Linked DNA regions of Mus musculus: region 1 is linked to region 2. The links are chromatin contacts, called in public Hi-C maps. All regions are on one chromosome and are shown on one strand. The core of a region is the stretch at or near the end of the contact, and the rest is flanking DNA. Distances in the headings are between cores, read along the strand shown. Region 1 has its middle 4.8 kb from the start of Gm31639. Region 2 holds the start of Mmp27 (matrix metallopeptidase 27).

Evidence for each region. Hi-C and Micro-C count contacts between places; a contact is called where the count stands out from the background.
Region 1: a contact with region 2 is called in a Hi-C map of bone marrow-derived macrophages, with 17 read pairs. The contact joins the enhancer-like site here to the promoter of Mmp27 in region 2. A contact is called at or near these places in 21 of 39 promoter capture datasets (the 3T3-L1 cell line, 3T3-L1-derived adipocytes, the C10 cell line and 12 more), 2 of 15 datasets of contacts at CTCF or cohesin (CD8 T cells and large pre-B cells), 2 of 484 Hi-C or Micro-C datasets (Th2 cells and bone marrow-derived macrophages), 3 of 115 datasets of contacts at active chromatin or transcription factors (the 230-238 cell line, CD8 T cells and bone marrow-derived dendritic cells) and 3 of 9 other capture datasets (adipose tissue, macrophages and pancreatic islet).

What each region holds. Positions count from the first base shown.
Region 1 is chr9:7,249,352-7,252,168 of GRCm38.p6, reverse strand. No RefSeq gene overlaps it. Among named protein-coding and RNA genes, the nearest start is that of Gm31639, 4.8 kb to the left of the region's middle. Within about 2 kb of position 1,323, at least 15 of the 459 cell types and tissues checked have an H3K27ac peak or open chromatin away from gene starts, as enhancers often do. A contact at or near this core is called in adipose tissue and bone marrow-derived macrophages, where this site is marked.
Region 2 is chr9:7,570,025-7,572,815 of GRCm38.p6, reverse strand. Mmp27 (matrix metallopeptidase 27) reads right to left here and starts at 1,420. Exons shown (of 10, transcript NM_001310717.1): 1 at 1,215-1,420; 2 at 633-871. The coding sequence starts at 1,358. The region is part of intron 2 of Gm31751 (a long non-coding RNA gene); the gene reads left to right.

The sequences.
Region 1 (2,817 bases), core at 74-2,573, 320 kb after region 2:
ACTTTGTGACATACATCCTAGGTCAAGTATAGGAAACTACCATTTTCATGTGTATCAAATATGACCAATATTGGTAATTTCAAATAGTTTTAGATATCCAAAAAGCAAAAGAATTGTTCAGGTTTCCCACTTAAAAAAGAGAATGAAGAAAATAGAATAGTGTGTTCCCCTTAGGCCTTCCAGGATTTAAATTTACCTTGTTTCCCAATACCACAAACTCTCTCTAGTCTGTGCAGCACAAATACTATGAGAGTTGGTGGATTATCTAGACTTCACAAATTCCTTTCTGGGACTAAGGAGATGGTTCTAAGCACCATATCAAGGATCATGTTCCAGGGCACCTGACCCTCTCTTCTGGCTCCACAGGCACCTGCATTCATAAGGTGCACAAACAGAATGCATTCATTCTGGCAAGCACATATTCACATTATCATTAGAACCGTGAGACAGAGCCTTTCTTTATGGCATTTAAAAAATTGCTTTGTGATAAGCCAGATGTGGTAGCAACTCACAAAACTTTCAATGTAGAGGCAGAAAGATCTGGAATTCAAAGAGATCTTGAGGTACAGGGTGAGTTTGAGGCCAGCTTGTGCTACTAAAAGCTTGTCTCAAAAAATCATAACAAACAAACAAACAAACAAACAAAGTTACCTGGAGACCTAATATTGGGGACACTGGTTCAGCCAATCCATTCTAAAATGTGACACTACACAAAGGGGTGAAGTAGAGGGAGTCAGGGCATTCCAACTCAAACTCTGTCTCAAACTCTGTGGCAAAAAATGTATTATGTTTCAGTAACTGTGATATTTGTTTTTATGATAAAGCTTGATGAAGGTTCTCAGCTTTTATCCAGTCACCTTTGGGGATAAATCCATCTTGAATATATTTTGGAGGAATGCTAGTTTTCCCAGAAATCTGAAAACAAAATGTGCTTATTGCATAATTGAACAAAGGTGTCCAAACACTGAGTCTGGTTCTCCTCCTCCAAATTACAGACCATGAGAAGTGGTTTTCTGGCTTTCCAGTTCCTACTTCAGCATTTTGGGAAGTAAGACCACAGCCCTCCAGATTCACATTGTTGGGATTTCTTTTTCCCAGTAAGGATGTATGCAAATCATCTTTTCCTGTTGGTCTCTTTCTGACCTGTTCTCAGCTCACACACTTAGTTAACAGGAAATTATTTTTTAAATGCCTTTGCACTAGGTCATGAGAAAACTGGGTTAAAACCCTTTCTATAGTTCATATTTTTAGTGGCCCTGGAGCTGCAAGGAAGCTGGCTATGAAAAAGCAATCCCAGCACTTTTCAGATCCTCTAAGAAGGAAAATAGAACTAGAAAAGTGAGCTCTGTTCCAGAAAAGCAAAACAGAACCAGGACCGCATGAAGACAGCTCTGTTCCGATGAGCTCATCCAGAAGGAAGTAATGGAGAACCTAGTTCTCAGAGAAGGCTTGAGAACGCTTGGGAGCTGCTTCCTGTGTTCTTGGGAGTGTCTGACAGTGTGTGTGAGCTTATTTTAATAATTATCCAAAAGCAACCAAACATTGATATATCTTAGCTCATTTGGATTCCTCCTTATAAACAAGAAGTAGGTCATAAACTGGGGCCCACGTTCACTACTGCACTTAAAAGTTACTGAGAATAAAGCTGGGCATGGTGGCAATCCCAGCACTCGGGAGGCAGAGGCAGGCGGATTTCTGAGTTCGAGGCCAGCCTGGTCTACAAAGTGAGTTCCAGGACAGTCAGGGCTACACAGAGAAACCCTGTCTCGAAAAAACAAAAACAAAAAAACAACAAAAAATAAGTTACTGAGAATAAAGAAGAACTGACTTTGCCAAGTAAAAATCAAGCAATGTTATAATTGTTGCATGAATTGTCTGCTGCAGAAAAAAGGGATAGAGCTGCATTGAAACCCACACATTCTTGAGTAGCTTTAGGAGCACATGCACAGTGGGACCTGGGACTCAGTTGTAGCAAGGCTGAACTAGTCTAGTTCACACAGTATCATTCCCTTTAACTTTGGATTTAGCATATTGAATTCATGCCTTCTGTAGTGTGTTTTGCCTTGATTGTACAAAAGCTTACAGGAAATGGGTGATATTTTGTACACAAATAATGATACTCGTTTACTAGGGTCACTACAACAATGTATCACAAGCTATGTATCATTAAAAAAATGTACTGATGTGCCTGGAGAGATGGCCTAGTGGTTAGGAGTACTCCTTGCTCTTGCATAGGACTCTAGTTTGACTTCTGCCACCCATATGGTGGCTTACAAACATCCATAATTCCAGTTTTAGGAGATTCAAAGCCCACTTCTTGTTTCCATGGGTGCCAGGCATACATATGGCACACATGCATACAGGCATGCATACATACATGTCTGATTGTTAAAAGATCAATTTATCAATAAGACCATAGACTCTTTGAAAAGCTGGAAGGATCACTAGATTTTTCTCTTAGATTTTATAGTTCCTAGGTTTGTGGTCCCACAATTCTTATCTTACATGGCACACTCTCAGTTTGTTTCTATAAAGCTACTGGTCATCTACCCTTCTCCAGAGAGTAAAAAACACTACAGACTTTTTAAATGAGCACTCAGACTGAAACTGTGCACAACGAATGATGTTTAGTTTACAGTGTGCAAACACAATGATAACAGAAGCAATGCAACACCACTTTTAAACAGCCTTTAAAAATTGAGGTGTATTCATATGTAATAAATTTTATAATTTTTTATGTTTTAAGTCTGTTTTATTGAGATAATATATATATAATATTATATTAATATAAGTTGTATAACTTATAACAGATTGTTT
Region 2 (2,791 bases), core at 171-2,670:
TTTACTGATGAGTCATTTCCTTAACCTCTTAGCTAACTTTTTTTTTTTTTTTTTTTTTTTTTTTACTTTTTTCATTAAATCTCTTGTAGTTCCTTATCCTTAAATAGCCAAGTACACAGGGTATACATTGTTATACTGGGACCCATCTAAGATTTGAGATTTGATAGCTCTAAAACACACACACACACACACACACACACACACACACACACACACACACCCTCAACCACCCCTCTACATGAGCACATGCGTGGATGCACGAATGAACGTGTTCCTCCTCCCCCACACTCACACCCTTCCCTTCTTTCTGCACACCTCACCATGCCTCCAGGGCATTGTAGCAGATGGTGGTGCTGCCTATTCTGAGCTCACAGGGGAGAAGGGAGCCTAGAGATTGGAACCTATCTGCCTGAGCCAACTCTGTAGCACTAGCTACAGGCGATAGCCTTTCGATTTAGTTTCCGTGTGGTTGTCATACTGCCCACAGCATAGGTCTAATGAGGGGATGAGATACATAGAACCCACAAAGTGGCATGCACTTTCGAAAGTGTCAGTTAGATAAGCCATCACTGTGGTTGCTTCTTGGAGATTACTTATTTGGGTTAGTTAACCAAAGTTGGTAGAAACATTACCTGTATGTAAGGCTGTATTTTCTCCACCCAGGGAGTGTGTAGCCATATTGCCCCACATCTGGTACCCCACACCTGGGCACTTTCATGATCGCAAGTGTGTCTGAATCCAGTTTTCCAGTCACTGTCAATCCGAAAAATGCCTGCATTTCCCGAAGTTTTCCATCAAAGAGACTCCTGTTCTTGCTTTGGACAAAATGACTCCCTTCTATTTCAAGAGAGTAGAACTGGTTGAGATATGCCTGTCAGGAAAGATGTAAAGGACACAGACTACAGGAGAGCAAAGGTTTATGAGTGACTAGAATTAGCCAAATCACACACCCATACAACTAAGGGCAGCCACTTGGCTTATATTCTTACTGTTCCTTTCATCTTATGCTCTTGAAATTCTAGGAGACATCAGAGATGATGCTCTATTTTGCAAACTTATGCAATTTAACCTTAGAGTTAGACACATGGAAAGGACCTCATTCTTCTGAGATACTCTGAGACTCTGCAGGAATGTGCTGTCTTGGAAAGTCCCGAGAGAAGCTATAAAAGGCACATTTTATTGCTTGTTGCTTTTAGCATTCATTGAAATCCTACCTGGGCCAGTTGGTTGTTCTCCTCATTTTTGTCCTTCCTGTCTGGAGGAAATGCAGCGGAAAGTGTTATAAAATTAACCATCAGAGACAGAAGGCACTTCATTCCTGTCTCTTCAGTTAAAGCTTGTTTCTGTTTGTATGGCATTTAGAAAGTTGACAGTGAGACGTGGCATGAAGTAATCACTTAATTAATAACAGCAAAGCACATTGCCATGAAGTGTCTCATGACTTCGTTTTCCCCTTAGATAAACTTGAATTTTGCAACCACAGTTGGTGATTGCTTATCTAGCACATTGCTCACTTTTGAGCGCTGACAATAGCAAGGCCCCCAAGTTAGTCTTCTGGTCTCAAAACTGGTAGTTTTACTGGTAGTTTTGGTAGGTTGTTATGAATTTTGAAATAATTTACTTTGGCAGAAAACACTAGCATATCTTGGTAGTGTGATTGGAAGAGACAATGGAGTCGGATATTAGTTTAAGTACTGTGCTATGGTGCCTGGCTTCTATATGAGTTCTGCCTACTGAGCCACTTCCCAGCCTCTGTGTCTTTAATTGTTAGGAGTACTGGCTAGTTAAATATGAGTAATTGTTTGTTATTATTATTTATTTTAGTATTATATTTGAATGTTTTTTGTAATGTCTTTTTTATGGTAATGGTGTTAAACATTCTTTTTAAAAATTTATTTGTTTTTTATATCCTAACCAGTTTCTCATCCCTCCACTCCTCCAGTCCTCCCCCAACTTCTTTTTTCTCCTCCACATGTTAAACATTCTTATAGCAACTGTTTGCTTTTTTCTACCAGAATTGTCTCTGGTTTCTCAGAGTTTCTTGTTGGATGTCTGTTTATCACATTGCCAACTTTCAAATGTTTGTTAACTATGTTGTGCAATCTGCTTGGAACTTCTGGGACAGAAAGTTATCTGAGAAGCTGTTAGTACCCAAGGATGGGTGTGGGGAGTTGGAGACCTTTCTTACAGGAGGCAGGGTGTATTCCAGGCTTCTATGGTATGTGATGAGATTTAATTGAACACAATAGGAAAATGCACAATAGCAGATAGTTAATAAAACTCAAAGTGATATTTTGTTTGTGTAAGAGCAGCCGAGGTTTGGTCTGTGGCGTCTAGAGTGAATCACCTCTCTACATCAGGGGCTGTGTGGTTTCTCAAAAGATGGCTATTGAACCTACATTGCAGGTAGCATAAAACAAGGAAGGAAGAGAAATAAAGTTCTTAATATTCTTTGAGGAACCCCACCTGTCTTAGTCAGGGTTTCTATTCCTGCACAAACATCATGACCAAGAAGCAAGTTGGGGAGGAAAGGATTTATTCAGCTTACTCTTCCACATTGCTGTTCATCACTGAAGGAAGTTAGGACTGGAACTCAAGCAGGTCAGAAAGCAGGAGCTGATGCAGAGGCCATGGAGGGATGTTCTTTACTGGCTTGCTTCCCCTGGCTTGCTCAGCCTCCTCTCTTATAGAACCAAGACTACCAGCCCAGAGATGGTCCCACCCACAAGGGGGACCTTTCCCCTTGATCACTAATTGAGAAAATGCCTTACAGTTGGATCTCATGGAGGCA